3 separate regions of the Mus musculus genome follow, and regions 2 and 3 are each linked to region 1. A link is a contact called in public promoter capture Hi-C data. All regions are on one chromosome and are shown on one strand. The core of a region is the stretch at or near the end of the contact, and the rest is flanking DNA. Distances in the headings are between cores, read along the strand shown. Region 1 overlaps Esyt2 (extended synaptotagmin-like protein 2). Region 2 overlaps Ncapg2 (non-SMC condensin II complex, subunit G2). Region 3 overlaps Wdr60 (WD repeat domain 60).

The links. Capture Hi-C pulls out chosen DNA fragments and counts their contacts.
Region 2: a contact with region 1 is called in a promoter capture Hi-C map of adipose tissue. The contact joins two enhancer-like sites. A contact is called at or near these places in 5 of 39 promoter capture datasets (3T3-L1-derived adipocytes, the C10 cell line, the HPC-7 cell line and 2 more), 3 of 484 Hi-C or Micro-C datasets (nephron progenitors, neutrophils and trophoblast stem cells) and 3 of 9 other capture datasets (adipose tissue, liver and pancreatic islet).
Region 3: a contact with region 1 is called in a promoter capture Hi-C map of adipose tissue. The contact joins two enhancer-like sites. A contact is called at or near these places in 1 of 15 datasets of contacts at CTCF or cohesin (CD8 T cells), 8 of 484 Hi-C or Micro-C datasets (the AML12 cell line, the C2C12 cell line, Th2 cells and 4 more) and 3 of 9 other capture datasets (adipose tissue, liver and pancreatic islet).

Annotation. Positions count from the first base shown.
Region 1 is chr12:116,325,008-116,329,261 of GRCm38.p6, reverse strand. All of the region lies in intron 6 of Esyt2 (extended synaptotagmin-like protein 2), which reads right to left. Among named protein-coding and RNA genes, the nearest start is that of Esyt2, 46 kb to the right of the region's middle. Within about 2 kb of position 2,976, at least 65 of the 459 cell types and tissues checked have an H3K27ac peak or open chromatin away from gene starts, as enhancers often do. A contact at or near this core is called in adipose tissue, where this site is marked.
Region 2 is chr12:116,421,840-116,425,903 of GRCm38.p6, reverse strand. It overlaps Ncapg2 (non-SMC condensin II complex, subunit G2), which reads right to left. Exons shown (of 29, transcript NM_133762.4): 10 at 2,622-2,708; 11 at 1,190-1,282; 12 at 1-125. Among named protein-coding and RNA genes, the nearest start is that of Ncapg2, 18 kb to the right of the region's middle. Within about 2 kb of position 1,398, at least 7 of the 459 cell types and tissues checked have an H3K27ac peak or open chromatin away from gene starts, as enhancers often do. A contact at or near this core is called in adipose tissue, where this site is marked.
Region 3 is chr12:116,230,199-116,234,140 of GRCm38.p6, reverse strand. It overlaps Wdr60 (WD repeat domain 60), which reads left to right. Exons shown (of 22, transcript NM_146039.3): 9 at 695-824; 10 at 1,435-1,546; 11 at 2,364-2,452. Among named protein-coding and RNA genes, the nearest start is that of Wdr60, 31 kb to the left of the region's middle. Within about 2 kb of position 2,435, at least 63 of the 459 cell types and tissues checked have an H3K27ac peak or open chromatin away from gene starts, as enhancers often do. A contact at or near this core is called in adipose tissue, where this site is marked.

The DNA.
Region 1 (4,254 bases), core at 1,727-4,226:
AGCCTATGAGGGTCATTCTCATTCAAACCAGCACACCCCATGAGAAAGATCAGCTGCCAAAGTGCAGGTGTTTGTGAACACAAGTATGTGAGAGCAAGATATAGAACAGTGCAAGTGAGCACGTGAGAGAGTGTATATGTGAGAAGGGGTGAGCTCATGAGGACACAAGGAAAGAAGAACAAGAGGAATGCAATCATAGCAGCTCTTTGAGAAGCATCCTTTGAAAGGCAAATCTCTGGTCCTTCCTGATCTCCCTAAAAACTCATGTCAGGACAATGAAAGCCAGGGCCTCTGGATGACTAAAGATCTCTAATCAATAAGCTAAGGCATATGTGAAATGTGTGTTCCCAAACACAGCAAGCTCATCTCTGAGCTGTGGCAGAATGAAGCACAATGCAGAATACTGTCCATGCTTATGAAAGAATGTCATGTTTTACCTGGAACAACAAAGTATGTGCACAAATTTCATGAAAACCACAGAGATGAGCCATTGAGATGCCAAGTCTGAGGACCTGGAACCTATGGTAGGAGAGAACTGAGCCCTATAACTTGCCGTCTGACTTTGACATGTGTACCACTGTGTGCACGCGCGCGCGCGCGCACACACACACACACACACACACACACACACACACACACACGTGTACACACACACACTAAATTAATGTTAAAAAAGAAACCAAGAGGTGTTCTTCTCTACTACTGTAAGACGGGACTGTCTGAGGGATGTAGTAAAGCTGATAGTGTTACAACAGCAACTGACCCTAATCAATTGGCAGTTCTCAGGCATGTCATTTGGGAAGTTCGTTACACAGGCAAGCTGATGGCTGGCTCCACAAGTCTTCAGTGGGGTTTTACTCCATGTTTTTATTAAGTAGCTTTAGGCTGACAGTAAAGCTAAAGAATATCTTCCTTATGTTTTAAAGCCTCATGACTTAGGCAAGAAAAAGAAAGAAAAACCTGCAAAGAGCACTACTCTGATGGCACAGGAAAGCTGAGTCGTTAGGGCCCAACCAAGTGACATGGTTTCTCTGAGGCAACTCTGAAGGAGACAGAAGCAGTCTGAATGAAGATTGAGCCCCACAGGAGCTGGTGAGACAATTCATGCTAGACTCCAAAGAAATGCTGAAGACCAAGAGTGAGTGAACCAGAGATCCACAGAACAGGGGCATGGAAACCAACGTAGGCCCTGTATCTATACATCGGCATTTCGTACACATCAGGCCAGAAAGAACACTTCCTGTAGGGCTGTGGCCAGGAAGGAGAGCAGCTGACAGTGTAGATGGGCACAAGGAAAGCCTTGCAGTAAGTTCCTTTGGGGACTGTGGCAGGGTACATTTCTAGGCTTAGTCTATCCTACAGAAGAACTACAGCATACACTCAGCATTGGTAAGGAAAGCAGCCAGGGAAAGTTCTACCTTGAAACTCAGGATGCTACAAGGCTATGGAAGGTGTGCAAAACTGTCCAAATAATGAATGACACCAAACTATAGGTTTCACAGGATCAGAGCAAACTCAGCATAAGAAATAACCTTGGACTACTTAAGGTGTGGTTTGAATCTATAGGTCTGTCTGCAGACTTGTCTGCAAGAATGGTAGAATGAGCCTCTGTACTACAACTCTCTCAATCCCAGACTTGGTCTATCCAGACGGGGGAGGGGGAGAGAGAGGGGAACACACAGATCACAGATATGGTCTGGAAAACTAAGGCTCTTCTTGGAGGGAGAGAAGGAAGCAAAAGCTATGGTCACTCAATCTGTCACACTACACTGCCTTTCCACTGGCTCCAAAAGTCAGTTAGCCATTACAGTGCACTGTCTTCCTCTAGTTGCAAAAAAATTCAAACTCCTGGTTCTAACTGGTTCTGAGAGTCAACTGTACAATAAACATAATTTCTACATTTAAGAAATTCCTCTCCTTCACTGCCTTTACTTAAAATACGTTAAGTTCTGGGATTCTAGCCCAGTAAGGTTCAAATTCTTATTATAACTCTAAAAGGAAGATAGTTCTACTTGACAAAGAAATCCCCTTCACTTGGCTGAAATCCGTCTCCAAAGAAAACCACATGGAGCAAGCCTCAGTTGCTCTGTGGAGGACTTCTGGAAAAGACCTGCTTTTATAACTTGTTCTTTTGGGGTTAACTGAAGACTCTGAAAACACCTTGTGAACAAAAGTTCCTGAAGAGGGGCTGGAGAGATGGCTCACCGGTTAAGAGCATTAACTGCTCTTTCAGAGGTCATGAGTTCAATTCCCAGCAACTACATGGTGGCTCACAACCATCTGTAATGGGGTCTGATGCCCTCTTCTGGTGTGTCTGAAGACAGCTACAGTGTACTTGTCATATATATAAAAAATAAATAAATAAAAATCTTTTAAAAAGAAAAAAAAAGTAAAGGTTTGCTATGTGCTTTTAAGAGCACAGACATTCAATTGTGAGTTACGGTATAGTGTCACTCTCTGTCACAGACAGGAGACTGGGACTTAGAGAAATGGCACAGAAAGACAAGGAGAAACCAGGCAGTGCAAAGCTGTCGCCGAGACCCCACACTGCAGTGCTCCCTGTCTCCAAACCCTACCTCCAATACTCCACTTGGGACTGTTCACTTGGCTTCAAACTTCATCATGTCAAGAATTTTCAAGGGTCACTCCACAAGTATCACATTATCAAAACTAATTAAACAAACTAGAAGGCAGAAAACAAGAAACTGTTTAATACAAGTCTCTGGCACTTGTTTCTGAATCATCTGGGCAGAAAAAACAAAAAACAAAAAAAACCAGTAAAACTAAAAAGCCCTTCTGGTTGTATTTTTCACCAGACTCAGGAAGAATTATTTGGCAGCTAACAGCAATAAGTTCTCATATTTTCCAGCTGAAAGTAACTGAAGAAAATTCCCTTCCCTCTAAAGCATGCTCAGTAGCTTTGTTCACCATATAAGGAAAAGGCTGGCTGAACATTTCAACTTCATCCCTTTCTTCTAGGCATTGCAACAGCAGTTGTGAGCTAATGCTGCAACTTATTTTACAAGTGCCTTCATCTGAGGAAGAACAAAACTATGAAAGAGCACAGTTAAGTCCTGAGGAAGACTTGAGGTCTTGATTTCGTTTTTGTAAGGGATAGGATTTTTATGTTAAGAATATTTCCAAAGACAAATAAAGTTTTTAGCAACTTATTAAAGAACATTTTAAATATGCACTAATGGAGTCAGTTTTTACATAAACTGCTTTCTGGAAAAAAAAAACTGGTAGGAGGAAAAAAAAGATGTATTTTAAATCTTTTATAGATTTATTTCTCAAAATTTTAATAAAGTAAAAGTTAATGTATTCCTTGAAAACATTTGGAAGTGTAATGTACACTATCTACTTGAACACATGAAAGTAGGAAAGAGAAGACGATACTGCTGAAGGCAGCTGTGCAATCTTCTGCACAAAGCACTGCCCACGCTGCACTTGGTCTGGCCTAGGCATACTGTCTTTTTAAAACCAAGTAACAATTTTCAGTGGGTCTTCTGAGCCAAATGACACATTTAAATTACACATGATGTTAGTAGCGCCTCCCCAGGAAACCTGCCAAGTTTCATAAGCAGTATCCCGCCAAAGAAGCAGCTCATCTACACCCCCTGGACTCTGGGAAGAGATGTGCCCTTCACTTTAGTACTTATGGCCTCTGCTGTACAACTTCCAAAACTACAGTGGGTACTTGTCCTGGAAGACAGAATCTTTCCAGAAATAAGTGACACAAAGTGGCTTAAGATAGAATTCTGGAGAAAAGGAAAAAAAGAAAACTGGAGGACACAGTTACTATTTTGCTTCCAAGGGCAGTGAGTCCCTGTGGTTGGAACTTGGGATGCACAGTTAGGCAGTGGAGAAATGTGGCCAGAATGAGAGCGCTTAGGTTTTGAGTGCAGCAGAGAGCTTGTCTACCTAGCATGCACAAAGCCCTGACTTCAAGTCTCAGCATTAAAAAAAAAAAAAAGGAAGAAAAAAGCAGGCACTGAAGGTAGCACTAATCATTGGCTGCAGGACTCAGGAAAGGGTAAGAAATAGCTTTACTTTCCTGTTTTCATTCTAATAATAATGCTTAACAAGCACAAGGCATTTACAACAATAATGAAAAGAAATACAATCTAAAAATATGAATTGACATCATGCTTAGCCAAGTATTAAAAGGTCAATAAAAATTACATTTAAAAGCACAACACGGCTGGTGAGATGGCTCAGTGGGTAAGAGCACCCGACTGCTCTTCCGAAGGTCCA
Region 2 (4,064 bases), core at 149-2,648, 98 kb before region 1:
TACAGTTCTTCAAACTGCTTCTGGATTTCATTGTCCATTTCAGTAGCAGTGAAGTTTGGATCTCTAATAGGAAATGCTTCAACAAACAACAATGCAGCATTTGATCGAACTTCAGAATTTCTGGCCTATAAAAATATAAGTACTTTTAGAAGTTCAGAGAGTGTTCCCAAGCTAATACTTCCACAATTTCAGTAAAGAGTTATTTACAAATGAAAGACAACTTTAGGGGCTGGCAAGATGTTCATAGGACAAGGGCAGTTGCACCTGAATTTAACAACCTGAGGTCAATCCTAGGAAGGAACACATGGTGGAGAAAACTGACACCTACAGGCCACACTCTGCCCTCCACATATGCTACCACTTCCTAATAAATAAACAAATAAATTGTAATAAAAATAAGATAGTTTTAACCTTTAAGTTAGCAAAAACGGCTGTGGATGTAACTTAGTGGCAAAGTACACACTCTGCCATGTGTGTGGCGCCCTGGGCTCTGCCCTTGGCATCACAAAAGTAAACAGCCAAACTTTGTGAGGTCATCCTTAAATGAAACCAAACTCCCAGTCAGTGTCAAGAGACATTAAAGACCACTTTTCTCACTTCAGAGCTGTATTTGATTACACTTTTCAATTTTCAGACTATTAAAAAAGAAAGGTTAGTCATATTAAGAGATTATTAAGAGGTAGTTTCTGCCTTCTAATGAATCAAAGCTATTTGTGTAGACCTAGGCATTCATCAGAATGCTAACCAGAGTGTCCCTGTCTTCTGCCCTCATTACAGCCTTGAGAGTACAAGAACAGGCGGGTGGTGCAGCCTGTACTCTCCCAAATCTCTCTGAGTTTGTGCAAACCAAGACACCGATTTTCAGTGACTGTTTACTTAGCACAGAACTGATCTGCCTTTATAGTTAAGTAGATCAAAGAAATGCTCTTCATAAAGGTCAAAAACTGAGAGCCAGGAATGGTGGCACATACTTATAGTACCATTTACATGTGAGATTGAGGCAGGAAGACAGATCACTTGAGCCCAGGTGGCTAGGATGAGCAACACAGTAACAGCACAGCTCAAAAACAGAAGAAATTTTGTTCTGAAGTTCCATAAAGCACTGTCTCTAGTGTTTTAGCTGCCTTCTGAATTAGCACAGGATCAATTCCAAGCACATCCTGCACTAGGAAACACAGTAAAATGTTACCTTTAGTCCCCTCCACAGGATGGGCTTATATAACCTATACAGCATCTCTTCCACTCCCTGACGGACTTTCTGTTGGTGAAAGTAACTCAGCACCTAAAAGCCCAAGAAAGAGAAAGGAAACAAAGGCCATGTAGTTATGTATAAGGCATTTGAGTCAGATGTAATAGTGTTTATCTCCAAGCAAACACAACAGCTCAGGAACAAGAGGAAAGGTTATTCTACCCCACCCCACCCCACCACTATGACACAACATTCTCTGGCAAGACCTACAGCAGATACAAGACAATCTTGAATACAACAAATCAGAAAAAAGAAATCACAGCCAAAATAACAATCAATGGCTCTGAATTCTAATACCACCTGGGTTCTAATGCCTACCACCCAGTGATACATGCCTGTTGTTACACTAATTGACTATCCAGGATAACTCAGCAAGACCGTATCTCAAAAATCAAATAATATAAAAATTAAATTATTATTAGCCTACCAAGAGCCACATAACTCCATAGAGCTCTGACAGTAAGGGCAAAATGGAAGCATGAATAGTTAAAAGGGGTTCAGGAACAAGACTTTGGCTGATTCATCTTGACTCAAACGTTCTTTGAACCTACTATTGGCCCTGCTTTTTAGCTCTCTCTTTATTGCCCAACAAGAGCAGGTTTCAACACTCTGCTGCCCACCAGGGACATGCACCAGCTCTCTATCTTAAGGTTTCATAAGGAACGGGCGTCTACTCAATACTCTTTATAGTACTAGCTTAATTGAGATATCAGGATCTTCCCAAAACTTAAAATAAATTACAAATAGACCATCCATTTCCTTTGAAAGTCAGAATCACCCCATAATTCAGTATAAATGCTTGAACCCAGAAACAATCAGTTTTGCCTTATTGGAATCCATTCCTCATGGTTTTCTGATGGACGATTTCATTCTTTTTTAATTCTAGAAAATGTCTCGTACTACATTTCTTAAGCCATCCTCCAACTCATGATCCTCCCATTTCAGCCTCCAGATCAATGGAATTACAAAAAGACCCCATCACACTCAGCCTGATTGTTTCTTTTCATGAGTTTCATTGATGGTCTAGATTTTTTTTAGTATAGTATTACCATGTTTTGGTATAGATGATGTTCTCACTTCACAGAGACTTTAAGCAGCTTAAAAGTGAAACACAATTCACTCCCCATAAAGTTAAAGCACACAGTCCTGGCTAGATAATGACAGCGTACCATTTCTTTCCTTACCACAGAGCCAGTAGCAGAACAAATTGCCAAAACACCAAATACCAAGACTCTAAGAAATTCCTTTGACTGATGGGGTGAAACTGTGAATTTTTAAACTTAGCCAAAACACTTATTCACAAATAGAAAGGCTGAAATAAGATCTCAACAGCAACTGCTCACAATTGGTAGATTAGAGGTGCCTCCCTCACCTCTCGGACTTTGGAGTGCACTGGAGACCTCCTTAGAAGGTGGATGCCATGGAACATGAAGTCCTGGATGCAGTCATATTCAATGGTCTGAAACAACAAGAGCAATGACAAGCATCCATCAAACAGGCAGTGAGGCAGGCAAGAATCCCCACAGAGCAGCAGCAGCGAATCTGTCCTCTAATTCAGAAAACGTCCGCTATTCTGTCAGAGCTGTTACTATGCATCTATTCCTTTCGTTTCCGTATACAACGATACACTTAGCTACTCCTACTTTATTTGATGGAACAGGGAATCTGAGTAATGTAGCAAGGTAAGCCCCCCCCCCAAAATCATTAGAAAACAGCTCACATCAGACCAAATACAGACACTAGGAAAAAGAAGTATACATAAGCCAGACAGAGATCTCAAAAAACTTATACTGTCCTGGGAACAACACAAGCTTCAACCTGTTTCAAGAACCTCTCAAAAACAAAAACAAAAACAAAAACAAAACCCACAGTGGAGCTACCTCTACAGTGGAGGTCAGAACTCCAGAGACAGACATGAAATCTTCTGGGGTACCTCTGCCAAGTGCTAGGAAAGAAGTGTGTGAGAGACTCTTTGACAACTCCCAATGAAAAAAAGCCACAGGGTAAAACAAAAGAAAAGCTAGGCCCAACTGACTATGTGTTACCCTAAACTCCAGAGTGCAAGGATGCCACATCTTTAGGCAAAGACATAAATATTGCTATCAATATCATCTTGAAAATTTACCTTCCTTGAAGTTAATGATAAATCTCTGAATGTGGGGTAACATCCTATCTGACAAATGATGAGACAGGAGCTATGCCATATGTTCTGGAAGTTACATAAAGACAAACTGGAACTAAACTGGAACTATTAGAATATGGTATTCCCGTCTACAGATGCCTCCTGTAACAAAACATCAATGCCACAGACTTAAAGAGGAGAGCAATAAGCAAAGCCATGAGAGCAACTTTTTGTTGCTGATTAAAAGGCACTTGTAGCCAATCCAGACAACCTGAGTACTGACTCCTGAGAGCTGTCCTCTGACCTCCACTTCTACCACAGCACACGTGCACTCACACTCATGCATACACAAATATAAAGCATAAATAATGTAAAAAAAAAAGAATATATACATCTATGTATGTATGAATTACACACACACACACACACACACACACACACGTGTGTGTGTGTGTGTGTGTGTGTGTGTGTGTGTGTGTGTGAGAGAGAGAGAGAGAGAATGAATTAAAAGCTAGGCACAATGAAGCAAACCAGTAATTCTAGCACTTAGAAGGCCAAAATAGGAGGACCATGACTTCAAGAGCTAAATTAAAAATAATAAATAAATAAATAAATAGGAGGTAGGGGAACTGGAGAAATGGCTCAGTAGCTAAGAGTAAGCACTGCTCTTCCAGAGCACTTAATCAATTCCCA
Region 3 (3,942 bases), core at 1,186-3,685, 95 kb after region 1:
TATGTACTGAACACCAGCCATGTGGGAGTACTGGTAAGTGGAAGAAATAAAGAACACTTTTCTTGCTCAGCTTGCATTAGACTCAGGGGAGGTGACTGGGATACTTACATTGAATCCAGTGCCATCGCCTTTAGGGTGAAACCATTATAAATAGTTGGGAAAGAAGACTGTGAGGCAAGAGGACACCTAGGGTCTGGGGTTACTGGTGTCTGTCAGGAGCTTGTTTCCTGTGGGAATAGGCCGATGTAGCTAGGAGAATGTAGGCAGAAAACCTGGTTGTCATAGTAGCTGATAGTACAAAAATGTCATCCTGACATTCATCCTATAGCCAACATGAAAACAGTGCTGGCCATGGAAATTCTAGTATACATGTATTGTAACTGTCAGCCTCAGTGTACTGCAGTGGGCCAGTCACACACTGGCTCATGATATACTCCCACCACTACTTGCTGACTGTTTTTATTTGTGCTTGCTTTTTCCTTTTCTCCTAGGCCTCTAATGTGGGGTCCTGTGTAAGTTAAGAAAGCATTTGGCCACTGAGTTACATCCTCAACTCCTGTTTAATTATTTAAAATAATTTTTGAATACTTTAGACTCACTCTTAATTACTTACATGTGACCCTAAAATATACCCTCCTGCAAGTCCCTGAGTTTTGTTATTCAATTGAATTTTTGTTTCCAATCTGTTTTAAAGGACACGAAGTTCAAAACTGCTCCGGCTTATTGACTTAGACTTTTCGTTCACATTTTCTCTCCTGGATCTACCACCAGTAAATGAGTATGACATGTACATTAGGAACTTTGGGAAAAAAAATACCAAGCAGGTTAGTGCTACCTAACTGATAAAATGAAAGTACAGTATAAATGCATGTGCCTTGTGTCTACTCTGCAATATTAGAATTGGAAATGGCCTCTGAAGGCAGTAGTCAGGAGAAAGCGTGTGCTTCACAACTTGGTACTCATAAACTCAAAGAATGCAAAGTCTAACATAGCCTCTTGGGGCATGATAAATAATTGGTACAGATGACAGGTCCTTAGTTTCTTTTATGTTGAATTTTTGCTCACAAGCCCGTCTTAGCAGGCAAATCTTAGCAGCAGGAGCCTGATAGAAGTAGTAGTCATGCTACATCCGCAGTCAGAAGAGCAGAGTAATAGCTGCGTGCATAGTCATACTAAGTTCATTTTCTCCAATTTCTATACAGTTCAGGACCCAAGCCCAGGGATTGTGTCAGCTGCTTTTAGGCAGGATTTCCCACATCAATTAATATTTGAAAGTCCCCCACAGGCTAACCTTATCCCAACCCCAAGTATACTTTACTTTTTAAAAAAAGTGTATTAGGTCTTTTAAAAATGTCGTTACTTTTATTTTAAGTAATGGCAAATTGATCTGAAATTGAAACTAGATGTTAATTCTAAGCTACTTTTGCCTCTAAGGCGTATGTTCAGTACAATGAAGATAATGTTGAGAGAGACATTCAGACTGAAGATATAGAAACCAGGGAAGTATGGACCCAACACCCAGGAGAAGGCACGGCTGTATCTGGAGGTAACTGGTTGGATGTCTACTCTCTTCACAGTATGTTTTGATTTGTTTTGTTTTTATGTAACTCCTTTTATCCCAGTGTTGTTTTTGATGAGGTTTTAAGTATATGACTGTGGAAGTAACCTTTTAATATTCCTTTGAAAAAACAAATTAGCTCATGAATGAGATCAGAGCTGTTGAATCACAGGGAATCATTAAATTGGCCTGAACCCTAGTCTGATCCCTGAGAGGATTTGTAGTGCCATGGGGAAGATACTGTCCTCCAAATACTCACGATATAACTTCACCCCACACCTGCAGGACAGACTCTGCTCTGAGAACAACACAGTTTATTCTCATCAGTGTGTTGTCATTTTGAAGTGCAGTTTCAAGATGTGTTCCATCAGTGCAGTTTAGCAGTCTCTAAGATACAGGCATCTGCAGCTGTTCACATAGAATTTACTTTACTCATTGACCTTTTTTTTAAAAAAAAAATTTTTTTAAAAGGAATTTTCTATATGGCTTCACCATAAGAAAGCTCCAGGGTTGGTTTCTCTTACTGCCGGTGCCCTGCACCCTAGGTGTTGCAGATTTCTCATCTTTAGATGCTTGATCTGTAACCTAAAACTCACACCAAACACACTGGTTCTTTTTAGTGCATTCCTCGTGGCCGTTGACGAGGATTCAGTCTCTGAACTTCCTGTAAAGCAGTGTGAAGTTGGGAGACAGTGTTGACTTTTCTCCAGGTTCTCCGTATCTGTGGCACTGCTTCAATACTGTGATTTGAAAAGCTTCACTGTTTTGGAGTCAACTTTATTGACTTAAAAAACCTGTATTTTAGGTAGCGAAGAAAAAGACTTCTCTGATGTCACAGTTGTACCGAAGATCGACACTCCGAGGTTGGCTAACTTTCTCCGGGCAGCGTGCCAGGTACTTTCTGTGCTGCGTGTCCTCTTCTGGGAATTAGCGCTCAGGGTTCACTGTGTTGTCCTTGTGGCTTAAAATCAGTTCTTTGTCCTCAAGTATTATTTTCTTACAGATTATCAGTAAAACATTCATATAAGTCCATGCACAACAACACTAGGTAAATATAGGTCACTGAAAATTCTGTTAGTTTTGGGTTCTATACTATAATTTCCTACAGTTGAAAATAACAACAAACTCTTAAGCCAAGTATGTTAAACTGGTAAAGCAAGTATAAACCTGCACAGTATTTGTAAATAATAAACAACTGGCCATGGGAAGCTTTCAAGTACATAACCATGTACCACAGCAGACCTCCCTCATCTGACTTGTTATTCACTCTCCTTTTCATTATTTACCTGGTTATTTTGCAACTGACTCTAATCATCATATTTCAGTATAAATTTCTAAAAGAAAAAGATCTTTTGTTGATGTAAAAAGGCACAGTGTCTCAAAGGGAATATGAAAGTTTACGTTGCAGCCAAATACCAGAGATATAGGTTACCCTAAATACCATGTTTCAACATGGTGAACATTTCCGCTAAGTTTCTAGTTACAGATCAAGAGTGAATCTTAAACCAAAGCACTTTTCAGATATGTTGTAAGAACAATGGGTAGGAGGGATACAACAGCATGAGGAAGTCTGTGCTGGAGGCCCCAGACACTGTCTGATGACAGTCTTAGTCATAAAGACAAGCATAAAGGTGGGCAATGCAAGGCTCTCAGGAGGCCTAAAGATAGATAGCATAAGAGGATTTGTTTGTGACTTGTAATATTACAGCTCTCCACAATCACAAAGTTCTTTAACACAGGTGTGACCTACTAACATTGGTAATTTCTAATATATTAAGATACGAAGTTGATGTTCTAATCTCTATGTTGTCTCAAACTTTTTATATAAACTTAGAATTTAAATGTGGAGCAGACATAAACAGCCTAATAATGTTAAGCCTGGACAGGCTGATTTGGAATAAGCCTGTTTATCAGACTGTTATGTTAGAAATAGGATTAGGCTTGACATATTTGTTATTATTATTAGATTCTGTTTTAGTATAAAGTTCTTGCAACTATAAGAAGAGAGTCCTCAGTGCAGCGCAGTGAAGAGGGAGAGGAGCTGTAACTAGGCAGTGACAGGGATGGGTACAGGAGCCTGCTGCAGCCCTGCTTGCTTGGCTTCTACGGCAGTGACAGGTTAGGGAGCCTGCTCCCATGGTGTCTGTGCTCCCATGGTATCTGTGCATGGCACATCTCTGTCCAACCTACATGCAATCCTGCCAGTCCTTGAGTCATGTCTTTTGCTTCCTTTCCCCATTTCTGCTAATTCTTAAGTCTTTTCACGTTCTAGAGATGACCTAGTTGGAGCCACTGCAGGCATTTAATGCTGACTTAGAGTCAGTGAGTGATGGTTGCCTGTGCTTCTCCTTAGCACTTTGTTTGCTTGAGGGTGTTAGATGTCC